Linked DNA regions of Pan troglodytes: region 2 is linked to region 1. A link is a contact called in public HiChIP or PLAC-seq data. All regions are on one chromosome and are shown on one strand. Each heading gives the region's core, a stretch centred on a gene start, on an enhancer-like site or on the middle of the called end of the contact. The rest is flanking DNA. Distances are from core to core; before and after follow the strand shown.

Region 1 (3,517 bases), core at 246-2,745:
CTTGTGACAAACTGTAAACATCTTTTGAGCAGAGACTTCTTAGCAATGCTAACACACATGTTGATAATATCTCCTACTCAACCAAAATAGTGAAATACTGTTTTCGCCTCATCTCATCTCGCTTACTCCTCATTCAAACTAATGACACAGCCCTTCTTTCTATGCCTTAGGTTCATTCCTGCCTGAAGACCTTTGCTCCTGTTATTGTCTTTATTTAGAACAATCTGCTTACGCATGGTTGGTCCCTTGTCATTTAGGTATCACAAAGTACAATTTATAAGTGGTTAGCATGTTAACGGGGGAACAGACCAGGAAGGATAAATTAATTTCATTTAACCATTCTTTCATCAAACTTCTTAAGGGATGGTAAGAGAAAACTGATGCTTTTAAATTTATCTTTGTCTCTTCCAACATCCAGAACTAATGTGAAGTAGTAAAGCGGCAAGAAGAGCAGTAGGAAGGTTTTAAAAGCCTTTTTAACTCTCAGCCCTTCAACCCACGAGTTTGGCTCATTCAAGTCCACTTTTCAGTAATAGGAACCTGAAGACAATCCCAGAGCAGCAGCTGGAATTTTTCTCCACTATAGACAACTATTTCCCACTCACCACTAGAGGAAATTCTTAGAAAAAGGACTTGAACAGACTTTACTTGCTATCCATCCAGTTCCGCAGCGACTCCGTAGCGAAAGGTAACTGAGAAAGAACCAGACCGGAGTGCCAGCCTCCCCCGGCTTTACTCCGCGAAAGCCGAGGCTAGACCCAAGGACTTGCGGAAACCGTCCCTTTCTCCCTACCAACTTATCTTACCTCTCTGTAAGTCCAACTTGGTTTCGCGGACATAATTGTCCGGATTCCGGCTCAGCATCTTCACCTTCATCTCGGTTGCTCTTCCGGCCGGACTCCACGAGCTGTTCGCTACGAGTTCCGCCCACCGCCACCTCCTCCCACAGGCGACTTCCGCTTTTCCCAGACTACTTCCAGTCACGTGACTCGCGGAGCGGCGGCCTGCTGGCTCAACTGGATCCTGCGCCGCTCCGTAGTTTTGCCGGCAAACGTTAGCAAGGGGCGGTTCTTTAGCGGTGCAGTCGCTTCCGCGTCCGTGGGCTGGAGCATTTGTGGGCGAGGCAGGGCGGAGACTCGGGAAAGGCTGGGACCTCCTCTCCATCGCGCTTTCCGCCGGCGTGACGTAGTGGCTGTGCCCCGTTCTTGCCCCCTCAGTACTAGAGTCTCCGGCTTCGCTCACGCGCCTTGGGCGTAAGAGTCCTGTCGTTGGTCCCGGAGGTGGGGTTGCGCTCACAAGGGGCGACCGTCGCCACGGTGGCGGCCACTGCATCGCGTCCCACCTCCGCGGCCCTGGGCGCCGTGGTGTCGACGGGCCCCGAGCCTATGACGGGCCAGGGCCAGGGCCAGTCGGCGTCCGGGTCGTCGGCGTGGAGCACGGTATTCCGCCACGTCCGGTATGAGAACCTGATAGCGGGCGTGAGCGGCGGCGTCTTATCCAACCTTGCGCTGCATCCGCTCGACCTCGTGAAGATCCGCTTCGCCGGTAAGAGTCCTCCCAGACACCGGGCTGCATCCTCTCACTGTCAGCCCGAACTGGATCTCCTCCGTCTTTTCCGTTCTAGGGGGAGGAGGAGCGTTGAAGGGGGTGCTGTCCGCGTTGGCTAACCTGAACTAGATTTGAGGAAATGGTGCTTGGTGGAGGGGTCGGCCTGCGATCTTCCCCGCTCCTCAAGACTAAGAGAGGGGGCATGTATGTAGAGAAGTCTGAGAAAAAACATCCTCATTGGCAGAGAAGATGGGATTCAAAGCCTGATTTGTAAAATAAAGAAGGGATTGTCACATTTTAAGGTTTAGTCCTCACCCGTGCAAATCATTCACTCTTGGAGGAACTTTGAAATCTTAGCATACCCACGTGGTTTGGCAGCTCGACTAGTATTGGGATAGGGCGTAATCTTCAGCGAATGGTTGGGAGTAGATTTAGAATAGAATTCTCTTGAATGTTTGTTTTTTGGCATTTGTAGAATGGTACAAGTTTCTGTGAAAAAATAGGTAGCTAGAATCGAAATACTATTTTAAGTGTATTAGATGAATTGAGTATGTTGAAATTAACAAAGCATTTTAGAAGTTAAACTCAACACTAAAGTCTGGAAAGAGTTTCAAAGATGATCTTTGATAACTGAAATTGCAGAAAATAGTTTCCAAATAAAGTTACTACAAGTTAAGTTCAGCCTTGAGAATTAAATCTACAGAAGTTGTTTATTTTAGCATTAGGCAATTCAGTTCACTTGATTTATATTCTCTTAATATTTGTAGACTGCTGTACGGGCTACAGAAGTATCTAATAAAGTTCTTGCCTTCAGGGAACTTAGAATTTAATTGTAGGCGTTAGACTTAGTCATATAAAAGGTAATTCTAGACAACATAAAATCAAGAAATACAAAAACAAAATATAAATACAGGTAAACCGTTAAGAAAATTCTACATTACTGATGGCCATATGTATCTTTAAGGTTCAGTGGAAGATTGGGGCTTGGGGTTTCCCATAGAAGGGCTAATATTTTGACAGCTGGAGAGGAAGCAAGAAGCCGTTCTATGAAGGAAAATCATCGAAAATTATGGAGTATTATCTCTAGAAAAAACACCACAAAGACATATAATTTCATGAGGTTTTATGATGCATGCACAAATAATTATGTTATTGACAAGTAATCTTTATCGAGTATTTACTAGGAGCAAGGCAGTGAACTGTGCTTTAGATGCATTATCTCATTTATTATCCTGTAAATCTATTCACGGGAACAATCCTGTGAGTTTATGATATCTGCTATACAGATGAGGATAACAGAAGTTGACTAACTTGCCCAAGTCACAAGTTTGTAAAGATGGATCTGGGATTTAAACCCAGGTAATCTAACTCTGGAACCCTCTGGCACTTAACCTCTCACCATATTACCTCTATAAGTACCTGTTATACAATGGTTTGAACATTAGAAGAATTTTAGACTTGCCTGCAGGTGCAGGCCTGTATGACTTGCTGTCTCTCTTCAGTAGCATTTTATCTAGGAGCAGAAGAGGTGATAGTCGAGGTGATCATTGAAGAATAGTGTGGTTGGCCTGATGAGTTTAGACAGTGCTTTGAAGCATATCATTCCTGAGGAAAGGGAATTCTTGGTACCTGAGAAGATTAATAGTCTTGATGAATTGGGAAGAGTATTAGGAGACTAGTGGGCCTGAGGTGACAGATAAAAGGATTGAGTTTGGATTGGAGGCCTAAATTAAAGATCCAGGAGTGGAAGCAGGACTTTGTAATAATAAAGCTCACAGTGTAGCTGTGAAATGGTGATAGGAGGAAAACTTAAGAAGATGAATAACGAAATAAAAATTTATTGATTATCAACATCAGTGCTGAATAACATACTATAATTTTTATGCTTCCATGTAATTAAACTCATTTAATAAAGTTAAAATCTAATGATGACAGGGTGTGGGGGTTAATTCTGAATGCATGTGCTGTT
Region 2 (3,269 bases), core at 688-3,187, 86 kb before region 1:
TCCCTGGTGCTGAAGTTCCAGAGCCGGTAAACGGATGCCTGGGTGCTGCTTTCACTCCTACCACCCTCAGAAAAACCCGGTCTGCCAAGACCGTGAGCAAGAATAGTAGAACTTCACAAGGTAGGGAGCATCCCAAACTGCAGTGATGGTAGGAACTGGAGTCTCTTCAGGATTAAACAGATTTACTAGTTGCAAACAGGAAGAGCAGCGGAGTGCAGGGTGTTAGCACTCGCCGAGGGGGAGGGGCTGGAAGATGGCGGCGGACGCACACCCACCCGACCGCGACAGAGCTTAGGCCCCTCGCCCGCGCCGCCGCCCGCTGCTCGCAGCCACTGTGGGCAGCCCTACTCTGTCCCGCGTTGCTGGTAGAGCCGCCCCGCGGAGGCGTGGGACCAGGATGGCGTCCGCATCCCCTGCCAGCGCGCCTTCGCCCGGGTCCGTCCAGGGAGCACCTGTGCACGGCCATATTGGATTCTGTGCCCCAGTCACTGCCTCAGCGCGGCGGGAAAGGAGAGGGTACGCACAGAGCCTGGGTTCAGCCCCAGTCCCGCTGGGGCCCCGGAGCCAAGATGACCAGCGGGGAAATCCGGAAGGCGCCAAGGAAAATCACACCGCCCTAAGGCTCGCCACCCTCACCTCAGCCGGCCTTGGCGCCCTCCCTCCCCGACACACACCCCTGCTCTCAGACACCCCCAAAACAGCCCGGGCGGCCGGCGCTGGCCGCAGCCCTCGTGGCCTGGGCGCCGCCGGCGGGAGGGAGGGCGGCGAACTGGGGCGCGCAGGCGGCCGCAGGGCAGTGGCCGAGGGGGCGGAGGGCAGGGAGAGAGGCGGGAATATGGAGCCAGGTCCTTACTTGAGCACGGACTGCTCCTTCTCCTCTTCTTTCTTCTGCCTATCCATGACGGCCAGGATGATTTTCCTCTCCTCCTCCGTGAGGTGGCTGAGGTCAGGCATCTCGGGCTGCAGAGGCGGCTGAGAGGCCGCCGGGATGGGAGCCGGGCGGCCCCGGGGCCCGACAGGAGCCGACATGTTTGGTGGAGCCCAACCACCCTAGGGAAGCGGGGAGGCAACTCCACTGGCAGCGGCGGCACCGGCGCGGCGGCTGGGGCAGCCTCCAGCGCTGGGACAAATACATACAAATCAATGGCCTTCAATCCAAGGCGACAGCCCCCTCCCCCAAGAAAGAGCAGGGGGAGGGGAGGGCGAGCGCGTGGGGAAGGAGGGCTGAGGAGTGCGCTTCGGGAAATGTTTCTTCTTCCCGGGGGCGAAGGGCTGTGAAGTGAGCGGTTCAAGGGAAAGGGGAACTGGAGGCCGGGACGCGGAGTGCGCGGAGAGGCGGGGGAGGGTGGTGGAGTAAGGTGGCGGAGACAGCTAAGGGTGGGGTGACTGGAGGGAGCAGGCGGGAGGGCGACAGGCGGACCGGGGCGCGAGTGTGTCCGGCCGCGGTCAGGGCCGGGAGCGCGCGCGCCGCCTCGGAGGGGAAGGGGTGCCTGCGAACCAGCCCCCCGGGAACTCGCTTCGAGCGCCCGGAGGCGGAGTACTGCCGGCCCGAGGGGCACCCAGGCGGGAGCGGAGAGGGTCGTGAGGAAGCGAGGACGGTTTCCCGGAGAAGCAACTCAGCCGTCCCGCCTGCTGACGCGTCACAGGGCTCCCGCGCGCCACAGAGGGAGAACTCCTCCAGGCACACCCGGGAGCGGGCCGCGGGGCCGGAAACCCCCGCGGAGACCCCAACCCCACCCACCCCACCCCCGGCTAGAGTGGAGAAGCGAAAGCGGAGAAGATATGACGGGGGCTAGCGGCGGAGAGTCCCGGGGCCAGGGCCCTTCGGCTGCCAACGCCCGGATCCAGGCGAGCTCCGACGTGCAGCGGGGTCTGGCGCCGGCCCCTCCTCATCACGCGCCCGGCCCAGGGTCGCTCAGCCGCCGCCGCCGCCGCCCCTTGGGTCGATGGAGTCGGCGCGGAAGGCCCGCGCGCCCTGCGCCGCCGCCGCCGCCGCCGCTCAGTGCCGCCGCCAGCACCTCCTCCGCCCCTCCGCCTCCCGGGCTCTTCCCGCGGGGGCGGCGTCACCTCCTCGCTGCCCAGGCCCGGGCACCGCGGGCGCCCCGCGGGCGGCAGCCGCCCCTCCCGAGCGCGATCTCCAGGCTGGGTCCGGGGCCGGGCGGGGAGGGAGGGGAGACTGAGCGTGAAGGGAGGGGGCGCCCGAGTTTTCGGGGACGGAAGTGTGGAGAATAGGAGCGTGTGGGGGGGCGCCCGAGGTGTCGGGGGCGGGGGAAGAGTATGAGCAGGGGTGGGGGCAGGGGTGCCAGGTGTGGCAGGTAGGGAGGTAGAGGCGGCGAGTGGGGGCGCCCGAGGGACCGGGGCGGGGCGGGGAGCGTAAGGGTGGCAAGGCGCCCGAGAGTCAGGGCTGGAGCTGAAGGCAGGTGACAGGGAGGGGGCGCCCAGGTGTCAGGACCTGAGGAGAAAGAGCGCGCGTAGCGGGAGGGCCCCGGTGTCGGGGCGGGATCCTGGAAGGAGGGAGAACGTGAGGAGGGAGGAAGGGTCCCTGGGGTGTCAGGGATGGGGGCCAGGAAAGGGGCAGAGAGCTGGAGGTCCGCAAGGGGGGATAGCGGGGGAGGGAGGTTGGAGCGAGTGGGGAACGCAGGTGGTGTCGAGGCGGGGACAGGGCGAGGGGAGCGGGGCGTGAGGAAGTTGTGGGAAACCGCGCTGGACGCTGAGAATGTGCGGAAGGATCCTGAGGGGAGGACGCGGGACAGCGCGAGGAGAGACGAGGAGAGTTAGGGTTGGCCGGGAGGGTGCGAAGATGACGCGACCACTGGAGGCTGTGAGGGTGAAAGGAGCAAGAATCGTCTAGAGACGGGCTGGGCCGGTGCTGGGGCCAAAGGCTTCTGTCTGTCAGGCCCTTTTTGGCGCTCACTCTAGAAAGAAGAGGCGGAGACGCGAAGAGATCGGGTTAGAGTCAGATTTTCGAAGCACGGAGATGGGTTCAATGAAAGGACGAGGAAAGACGAGAAACCAGCGGCCGGAGAGAACGGAGGTGGCCGCCGCCGTCCTTTGCTCTGCTCGGGGCTGGGCGCCGCCCGGAGAGCCCTCCCGGAGGGGGCGGGGCGGGGCCGGGTGAACAGAGCTGGGCGGGCTCGCCACCTCTTCCAGGCGCCCTGGGCAAGCAATGTGGGTGACTGAGCTGGGGTGTGTGTGCCTGTGTGTGTGTGTACGTACACAAGTGAGCGTGTGTGCGCACCCCACCCAGCCTTCCACACGCGCGCTGCTTA

What was found. HiChIP or PLAC-seq counts read pairs in DNA pulled down with a chosen protein or histone mark.
Region 2: an H3K4me3 HiChIP or PLAC-seq map of stem cell-derived excitatory neurons shows a contact between it and region 1, with 4 times the contacts expected there. The contact joins the promoter of RIMS2 here to the promoter of DCAF13 in region 1. A contact is called at or near these places in 1 of 7 Hi-C or Micro-C datasets (stem cell-derived neural progenitor cells) and 1 of 1 datasets of contacts at active chromatin or transcription factors (stem cell-derived excitatory neurons).

Annotation. Positions count from the first base shown.
Region 1 is chr7:113,668,715-113,672,231 of NHGRI_mPanTro3-v2.0_pri, reverse strand. It overlaps DCAF13 (DDB1 and CUL4 associated factor 13), which reads right to left and starts at 1,495. Exons shown (of 11, transcript XM_016960268.4): 1 at 807-1,495. The coding sequence starts at 1,332. It overlaps SLC25A32 (solute carrier family 25 member 32), which reads left to right and starts at 1,111. Exons shown (of 7, transcript XM_001156320.6): 1 at 1,111-1,545. The coding sequence starts at 1,386.
Region 2 is chr7:113,754,938-113,758,206 of NHGRI_mPanTro3-v2.0_pri, reverse strand. RIMS2 (regulating synaptic membrane exocytosis 2) reads right to left here and starts at 1,937. Exons shown (of 34, transcript XM_063816527.1): 1 at 854-1,937.